Regions from separate parts of the Hordeum vulgare genome. Here region 2 is linked to region 1. Evidence: chromatin contacts called from public Hi-C data. All regions are on one chromosome and are shown on one strand. The core of a region is the stretch at or near the end of the contact, and the rest is flanking DNA. Distances in the headings are between cores, read along the strand shown.

What was found. Hi-C and Micro-C count contacts between places; a contact is called where the count stands out from the background.
Region 2: a Hi-C map of seedling shows a contact between it and region 1, with 5 times the contacts expected there. The contact joins the promoter of LOC123439769 here to the promoter of LOC123439751 in region 1. A contact is called at or near these places in 4 of 6 Hi-C or Micro-C datasets (leaf and seedling) and 1 of 1 datasets of contacts at active chromatin or transcription factors (embryo).

What each region holds. Positions count from the first base shown.
Region 1 is chr1H:390,381,590-390,386,391 of MorexV3_pseudomolecules_assembly, reverse strand. LOC123439751 (AP2-like ethylene-responsive transcription factor SMOS1) reads left to right here and starts at 3,012. Exons shown (of 10, transcript XM_045116443.1): 1 at 3,012-3,372; 2 at 4,095-4,177. The coding sequence starts at 3,125.
Region 2 is chr1H:390,558,006-390,562,892 of MorexV3_pseudomolecules_assembly, reverse strand. LOC123439769 (protein RETICULATA-RELATED 4, chloroplastic-like) reads left to right here and starts at 2,950. Exons shown (of 8, transcript XM_045116451.1): 1 at 2,950-3,779. The coding sequence starts at 3,225.

The sequences.
Region 1 (4,802 bases), core at 1,763-4,262:
AGGTCCGTAGATGACTCCGGACCAGCTCGCGGACAAATATTATGTCCATTTTGAAGGTTCAGCATTGAAGATGCCCCGAACTTCTTTTCCATCCATAAGAGAAAATTCAATGGGGCGACCTATTTGGTCCGCCGCCGTCCGTTTGGGTCGGCGCGAACACAAAAGGCGGCCCAACGCGCCGACCCAAACGGACGCGCGTCCAGTTTTCGTCCGTGGGCGACCCATTCCGGACCCATTTTTGAGCCGGATTTGCGTCGGCGCGGACATGCGACGGACGCGCGCACGCTCGCATTCTCCTCCCCCGGGCCCGCTGGTTGGTGGCACATTGGCCTCCCCCCATCCAACCCTCGCCCGCCTCCTTCGTCGCCGACGCCGTCGCCCATTTGACTCTGCCAGCTGCCGACGCCTCCACATCCGCCCAGCAACGCCGCCCACTCCCACGTCGCCCGTCGCCGCCGTCTTGCCGCCGGGGAGCCGACTGCTTCCCACTCCTGCCTCCCCACCACACAGCCCGCCCCGACCAAGAAGTTGCCTCGTCGCCCGGCCAGATCCTCACCGGCATGCTCGTCGGACATCGGCCCACTCGTTGGACGCTGGCAGGGCAGCTAGCTGGTCAGTGCGCGTCGCGACTCCCTTCGGCAGCCATCTCCTTCGTCGACGCCTGCAAGTTGTTCGACAGTTTGCCAAGGTACAAAATGGACTCCGCTGACGAATTCTTTTTCCACAATTTCCTTTGCGACTCTGACAATTCGTCGTCCGATGACGAGGAGGAGGTATCGGCTGCTGTGTTGGTCCATCACCACCTCAACAGCTAGCGACCATTATTCTGTGGCTCCATTCCGGGCCACCTTTGGTGTTGAATCGCAACCGAGAGAGCCGACATTTCCTTCTTTGGAAGGACTACTTTGATACAACAAACCTGTTGTTCAAACATCAAAAATTCCACCGTCGTTTCCGTATGAGTAGGCATCTTTTCAACCGTATTAGAGAGGGGGTGGTCGGCTATGATGACTATTTTGAGTTCAAAGAGGATGTCGTTGGCAAGATAGGTTTTTCCTCTTATTAGAAATGCACTGTCGCCATCTGAATGCTTGTATACGGAGTGCCCGGTGATCTCATTGACGAGTACGTCCGTATGAGCGAGTCTACTTTCCTAGAGTCTCTGTATAAGTTCTGCAAGGCTGTTATTGCTGTGTTTGGCCCTGAGTACTTGAGAGAGCCGACTACTGAAGATACAACCCGTTTGTTGGCGATGAATGCCAGCAGGGGCTTTCCAGGGATGCTTGGTAGCATAGATTGCATGCACTGGGAGTGGAAGAACTGCCCTTCTGCTTGGCAAGGGCAGTATAAGGGCCATGTCAAGGCTTGCACTGTCATACTAGAGGCCGTGGCGTATGAAGATCTCTGGATCTGTCACTTTTTCTTTGGCATGGATGGATCACACAATGATATCAACGTGCTTCAGCGCTCGCCGGTGTTTGCTAGGCTTGTCGAAGACAACAGCCCACCGGTGAACTTTACTGTTAACGACCACAACCACGACAAATGATACTACCTGGGTGACGGAATCTATCCTCAGTGGACCACTATTGTCAAGACAATACCCAACCCTGTCGGAGAGAAGAGGAAAAGATTTGCCCAAGAGCAAGAGGGTGCTAGGAAGGATGTCGAGCGTGCCTTTGGTGTTTCGCAATCTCGATGGGGCATCGTTCGGTATCCTGCTAATACGTGGAGCACGCAGAAACTGTGAAAGGTGATGACTGCTTGTGTGATCATGCATAATATGACCGTAGAAGACGAGCGCTCGGAACGTATGTACGATCAAGGGTTTTAGTTTCAGGGTGAGAATGTTGTGCCTGAGCATGGAGGAGCAACAACGTTTGAACAGTTCATCCAATTTCATCAAGACATGCATGATTGGGAAACACACGTGCAGCTGTAAAATGATTTGGTTGAGCATATGTGGGCTCATGTTGGCGACCAATGGATTTATCTTCTTATTCGTTTGCAAAAATATGTGAAAACTATGTTATGTTTATTCGGCTTGTAATAACTATGTTATTTTATTCGGTCCAAATTATGTTAGCAAATTCAATGCAAAATAGAACGGCCAGACAACCAGCCGGCCACGCCGGCACATATAGGTCGGCGCGTTGAACGCGCTGCCGACTCATATCTAAAACAGGACGGACGCCGACCGACCGGTCGATCCAAACGAACAAACCGAACTAATCTTCATTCGTTCGGATCAACCGTTAAAGTTGCTTTAAATACACGATTTTGGCCGATGCATTTGATATGCCCGTGGCGACGTGATTGACATGGGCTATCCCTACGTGACGTGACGTGACTGACATGATACGTGCTACCCCTACGTGACGTGAAGTGAGTGCAACATTAACACAGAGCTACTAGCCAGTAGAGAGAGTGAGCATGCAGCGCAGTACACCTGCCTTCAATGTGGCACGGCAGTACCGTGGTAGTGCAGTACTGTCCACGGCCTCCCATGAACCAACTCGACTCGATCAGCCCCATTCACTCACCTCCTGCCGCATCTGACACGGTGGCCAACGGTCCTGAGGCATTGAACTCAACTCAACTCCACTCCAGTCGGTTCATTTCCAGTGTTTTGTTTCTTTATGCATCATCATCATTCATCACGGAGTTCCATCTGCACATCCCTCGTGTTTTCCATCACGGGGTTTGCCCCTGTCGGGTCGGCATCGATGGGAGTAAGAATCGGCCACGCGAGCCGTACCGATGCCGTTCGCGGAAGCGACGACGGGCCGGACAAACCCGCATCCGGCGTGGCGCTGCTGCCGTCCCTTTCCGGCCCGCTACCATCGGCTCAACTCTCTTCCTTCTTCTCTAGCCGTCATCATCAATCGCGCATCCTCGGATTCCCCTGCGGCTCCCTGCTCCCCATGTGCCGGCCCACTGGGCTCCACGCGTCCCCATCCACCTCTGCCTCTGCTCCTCCTCCCCCACCCCTCCCCCCCTCCATTTGAAACCACCACCACGGCCGCCCCCAAACGGTCACCACTGCGACTCCTCCAAAGGCCGAAGCGCTCGCCCCCGTCCTCCTGCCTCGTCGCGCCGGCTCGACCGATCCGGTGGCGGCGCCATGGCCTCCCCCAACCCCGCCGCGGCCGACGCGGGGCTGCAGAACAAGCTGGAGGCCGCGGCGGGGGGAAGCGAGGGGCCGCCGCCCGCGTACGGCGCGGCGGTGGGGGTGGCCGCCGCGGAGCAGGCGCCGCCCAGGAGGCTCGCCCCGGCGCGGAAGGAGCGCGTCTGCACCGCCAAGGACCGCATCAGCCGCATGACGCCCTGCGCCGCCGGGAAACGCAGCTCCATCTACCGCGGGGTCACCCGGTACGTACCGCCCCTGCCTGGCCCGCTCACGGACTCATCTCCGCTGCTACCTGCTTTTCGTTTCCCGGCGACCATGTCTGGAAGAAGCTCAGCACTACAGATCGCCAATGAGCTTCCGTATGCGTCTCTGTCTCGAGTTATTGGGGGTGGGGAGCGTATCGGAAAGTGACGCAGAGCGTGACTAGCCTGGGAGATCCGATGAGAACTGGCACACGACGAGAATAAGTGAATGTTATAGAGGACTATTGCTGTTAGGTATCTCAACATTGCAGCCAGTGTTTGTCTCTGGTTATTATCACGAAACAGCTGTAAATTAATGTATGAACATCACAGTTAGTACCCTGTTCAAACGATGATCTGCAGGTCAGCACATGCTAATGGTTAATGTGCACGCTCAACCACGAGAAATTACAAGTAGTATTACCTCCGATGTCTGGCCACCTTAATTGTTTACAAATACTTCCAAGTTTGACCTCTTCACCGTGCTTGGCACTTCATGCTTCTCGGTGCGCATTTCATATTTGGTGTCCTCCTTCGCTCCTTCCTTCTCCACTTATGAGTATTATTTTCTGTACTATACGCTATTATTTCTTTTCTTTTTTACTGCCTTCAACAGACATATACTTCCTTAAACTTTTTGTGAGCATAGCATTATCTCCTTTTGGTGTTCCTTATACATGTATTCATTCAATTTATTACTTAGCCCAATGTTGCATCAATAGGCATAGATGGACAGGGCGATATGAGGCTCACCTTTGGGACAAAAGCACATGGAATCAGAATCAGAATAAAAAAGGGAAACAAGGTATGCGACTATTGTGTGCTCAGTACAGAGTTACAGCTGTTGTTAATTTATCATGCTTCTTTAGCAATCTTATTACATTGGTGTATAGGAAACTTGTCCATCTTAACTTCCTTTTATTGCAGAGGTCATTTGGGATTATTGTGTGCTCAGTACAGAGTTACAGCTGTTGTAAATTTATCATGCTTCTTTAGCAATCTTATTACATTGGTGTATAGGAAACTTGTCCATCTTAACTTCCTTTTATTGCAGAGGTCATTTGGGATTATTGTGTGCTCAGTGCAGAGTTACAGCTGTTGTAAATCTAGCATGCTTCTTTAGCAATCTATTACATTGCTGTATAGGAAATTTGTCCATCTTAGCTTCCTTTTATTGCAGAGGCCATTTGGGATATTGTGTGCTAAGTGCAGAGTTACAGCTGTTGTAAATTTATCATGCTTCTTTAGCAATCTTATTACACTGGTGTATAGGAAACTTGTCCATCTTAGCTTCCTTTTATTGCAGAGTCATTTGGTTTAAGGTCTCTAATCCTCAATCATCCATCATCCGATATGGAATCTATGTAGTAATTAAGTAGTTCTTCCGTCTACAAGTTTACACTCAAACAGATCTTTTTCTTTTTTACTAT
Region 2 (4,887 bases), core at 1,701-4,200, 180 kb before region 1:
CGCACGACCGCTTCTTCTCCGACAGCTCCTCCGAGGCGTCGAGTTCGCGCTCCTCCCTCCCCCAGTGAAGAGGGAGCTCGAGGAGCTCCCGCCGATGAAGATGGAGCCGGAGGACGTGGCGGTGCCGGAGCGACGTGCCGGGGACGTCGTCGGACTGGAGGATTTCCTCCCCCTGGCGGAGGCGGATAGCTTTCTGCCCGCGCTATTGGTGCGGAGTGCGGGGGAAGCGGAAGAGGACCAACAACGCCACCAAAGGGACGAGAAGATCGACAACGTGCTCTACGAGCAGGGGGTCGTGTCGGCCTCGCCTTCGGTCACAAGGTGGAGGAGTGGTGCCGCATCTACGTTGAGTTCTCCTCCGTCGAGGACGACGACTGAGCGTTGCCGCATCTACTACCACACGAGCTCGACTCCGGTGAGCTCAATTTTGCATAGTGCGGTAGGATAGTTAGTAGCTCTGGTAGGTTAGCTTACCTCTAGCCCCATCTAGTAAGTGAAGAACTCTGAACGTAGTATGTATGATCGTGTACTATGTAATGAACTCTGAATGAGTGTGGTCTCAATTTCGCCCGCGAATGCCTTTTTCAAATTATGATGTTTGATTATACGGGGTCTGTTATGCAGCGCAACATTTCGCCCCGCAAAACCTCACAAACTGTAAAACGCTTTTGCAGGTCGCAAATATGCGGGGTCTGCTAGAGATGCTCTTAGGCATGCTCACACCCCCTTGTCTATCTGCTTCAACTTTGTGTCAACAAGCTGGCGAGACGCGGGTGACAAAACGCTTTGCCAATTTTGTGCTCGCACGTGCTTTGCCACGGTCAGCATGGACAAACACCATAGGCCCTATTCCTTGTCGGGAAACGACTATACTTGTTCTTTACCCATGTGTGGCGACTGTTATGTGTAAAATTATATATTTTTTCCTCTTTTAATCCATTCATTTCTAATATATAATCTTCTTTAAAAGTTTCACCAACGGATTACATATGGATGTTTATAAACATACTTTTAAGTATAGATTTATTCATTTTGTTTCGAATATAGTCTTTAGTAGAATTTTAAAAAGACTTATATTTAGGAATGAAGGGAGTAATATCACTTACGAGATATTCAAAATTTGGAGGCAAAACCTACACTCAAACACTAGTTTATGAGAAAACAGAATATGACATTTTCTAGTATTAGAAAAAATGGATTACTTCAATCACATGACCAGAAGAGTGCCACTCAATCTTCGCTTAAGGCACCTTGAGTACCCGGGCAGGAAATGAGGCGCACATCACACGTCCTTTGTGTGGCCTACCGACCCTCCCCCTCTATCATTTGAAAGGTCATAGTACGTCTGTACGTGCGCCCGAGGACCCCGTGCACCGTTCCTGAAGAAGTATATACTCCTACGTTCTACTCGTAGCGTGTTGGATTACATAGACCGTTTGTTATGCAATTTCCAACTGCCGAAACTGTCCGGCCAATACACAAATCCATTTCCACACATTTATATATATCTTCTTTTTTTTCTGCAAAAAGCAGTCCTTCATACTCGATGGTTAACAACATCTACTTAATCATACTACCTGTAAATTAAATGTGTGCTTTTTTAATGATTTGAAGATTGCTCATCACGCCTGTCAATGCGCTCTTGGCGTCATGAGAATAGAAAATATCTTATCTCCTTGACCTTGATCAATGCCACAAAATTGCATAAATAGGAAAAAAAGGTATACTTGGAAGGCCATGGGTTTCTGAATTCATAGGGATAGATCAATCCATAACATAACATAATCATATACTTGGAGGTATGAGTGAACTGTTTTCATTTTAATTTCGAAATAGTGTGTAGATGCCCAAAGAAGATTTGGTGGGATTTTATTAAGATCTTTTGGATGAAAGTTCCTTTTCGCTTGAAGAAGATCCTGCCCAGAAGATATGGTGGCACGCAAAATTTATAACGCAAGTGCTATGTGGCCCTCCCGCATTCTCTTGAGGATGTCACTATTACGAGTATACATTTATCTTTCACTAGATAATTCTTCGTGGGACCGTGCCTTTCAAAGGAGACACAAATATTTAGTACATAATCACTGTGATTTATCAGTCATTTTATCGTTGATGTAAATACGCACCAAAAATATACTTTAGCTGTCAATTGAACCAACGTACTTCCTCTGTTCCTTTAAATTCCCTTCGTTTTTTCTAAATAAGATGTATTTTTAATAAAATTCCAGAATGTAAGATACATTTCTTCTAATTCCTCATAATTTCATTGTTAGCCCTTTAAAAAAATAAATTATCTCTCCCCTAATTGCATGCATCTGTTCTTGTAAAGAGAAAAAGAAAAGTATCTCCCTACTGATTCCGTGTATCTTTTACTTTTCTAGCCTAAATGATTTAGTTGTCGCGAATCAATGATTTAGACAAGGTTAATTTCTTCCTAACATGTATATAATTATATGTCTTGGTTACTGTGATAAAATAATACACCTTACATAAAGGAATGAAGGGAGTACTCCACAATTATGGGGTATAAGGTGTAGACGTATTTATTTTTTAATAAAATTTCACAATATAAGATTTTTTCTTATAATTCCACGTAATTCCCTTTCCAACACTCTAGAAAAAAAAAATCTCTTTCCTGACTGCATGTATCATTCCTTGTAGAGAAAAAAACATTTCTCACCTGATTGTGTGTATCATTTTCTTTCCCAGACTAAACGATTTACTTGTCGCTAATCAATGAATTAGCTCATGATAATTTTATCATAAATTATTTAAAATTATGTGCCTTGGTTTCAGCACCAAAAACTATACACCTTAGATGGAACGGAGGGAGTTTTAATTTACCAAATAATGATTTTATTTGGTAAGTGGATGATAGAAAAGGTAAATGAAACTTTGCGTATCCACTAGTATTAAGTACAGTAGGAGAGATGCATGCAAACTTGAAATTCTACCGTGTGTCAGTAATGTTTAGAAAATGTATCATCTTTTCCGCTTTTCGTCAGGTATATGACTCTGAGCATGCCTCCGGCGGCTCCTCGTAGACTCGTCGTAGGTGGTAGTACAGTTGTATAAAGCGCCGTTGCCCACTCGTGTCGACACGACTGTCGCGGCTGCGGTCTCGCGGGGTTCCACTTCTTCACCAACCACACTCCCCTCCTCTCCTCTCCTCCGGGAGGTCCACGCCCGCCCCCGGCCTCCGACCGCCTCCCGCATCCACCGCCATGGCCTTCTCCACCCCCAACTCCCTCTCCGCTTCCGCTTCCGCTTCCAGCCCCGCCTCCCCCTTCCACCTCCGCCTCCAGCCGCAGCCCTTCCTCCGCCTCGCCGCCCTCCCCTTCCACCGCTCCCTCCCGCTCCACCTCCCCGCCCTCCGCCTCACCCGGCCCCTTCTCCCTCCCCTCCCGCTCGCCTCCTCGGGCGGCGGCAGCAACATCGGCTCCGGCGGCGGCGGAGGCGATGACGACCTCCCCTCCGGCGGCGGCGGAGGAGACGAGGACGAGGGCGAGGGCGGCGACGACGCGTCGGTAAACAGGAGGGAGGCGTTGTTCGTGCTCGCGCAGCTGGGACGGAAGCTCGAGAGCCTCCCGGCGGACATGGCCGCGGCCGTGGAGGGCGGGCGCCTCCCCGGCGAGATCGTGCGCCGGTTCGCCGATCTCGAGAAGTCGCCCATGTTCCGCTGGCTGCTCCAGTTCGGCGGCTTCAGGGAGCGCCTCCTCGCCGACGACCTCTTCCTCGCGAAGGTCGCCATGGAGTGCGGCGTCGGCATCTTCACCAAGGTCCGTGTGAAAATGAAACCCACTTCGTAATTTTTTCGCTTCGTATCTCGTTTCTGTGGTTTGCGCTTCAGATTGTCAGATGTGGTTTGGTTTGCTCTGGTTTGACTGACTCTAGTGTAAGCTTTTTGTGGTCTAGAGTTCAAAAGGCCCAACCCTGATGTGTGTAGTAGATTGTCGCATGAGTCGGGCTTTGGCTTGATGGTGATGCGTGCCCGACTCTGGCTTGTTGTTGACGTCGCTTCATGGTTGTTGGGGGCGTTGTTTGGACGACCGCTTCGGTGAGAAATGGGGCGGGAATATTTCTCTGCTGTGACAAGATGCCGATTGTTCCCTAAATCGGATGTATTCCATAATCTAATTGGACAGTCTACTAAGTACTTTTTTTTCCATTTCCCCTAATACAACAAAGGCAAATGTGGCTTTGCTAGATGAAGAAAGGAATACAGAATAAAGAAGCCTTTTTACGGTCTAAAGTACTCCCTCCGTTCCTAAATATAAGTCTTTTAAAATATTTCACTAGAAGTCTACATACAAAGTAAAATGAATGAATCTACACTTTAAAGTATGTCTATATACATCCGCATATAGTCTATTAATGAAACCTTTTTAAAGACTTATATTTAGGAACGGAGGGAGTACATTCTTTTGCTGGCAACATCAAGAAGCCTTTCTGTGATTATTCGGTCACCTTAGCCACGAAGCTCCAGTGCTACCAAGCTTTGTGGTGCCGTAGTCACCAAAATGTCACAATAGATCGTACTACAATTTACAATACTACGTACTCCTTCCGTCCCAAAATTCTTGTCTTAGGTTTGTCTAGAAATGGATGTATCTAAATACTAAAATGTAACTAGATACATTCATATCTAGACAAATCTAAGACAAGAATTTTGGGACGGAGGGAGTACAAAAGAAGATTCAATACACGGTATGCATGGTGGCTTTACAATTTCTCTTTTGCTTGCCTACGCTACAGTACACGATTTTTTTTCTCAATGTGTGTACCAAATTTATGACACGACGACAGATAGTCCCTCTGTCTCATAATATAAGAGCGTTTTTGACACTACACTAGTGTCAGAAAACACAGAAATTGCTTTTGGTGGCC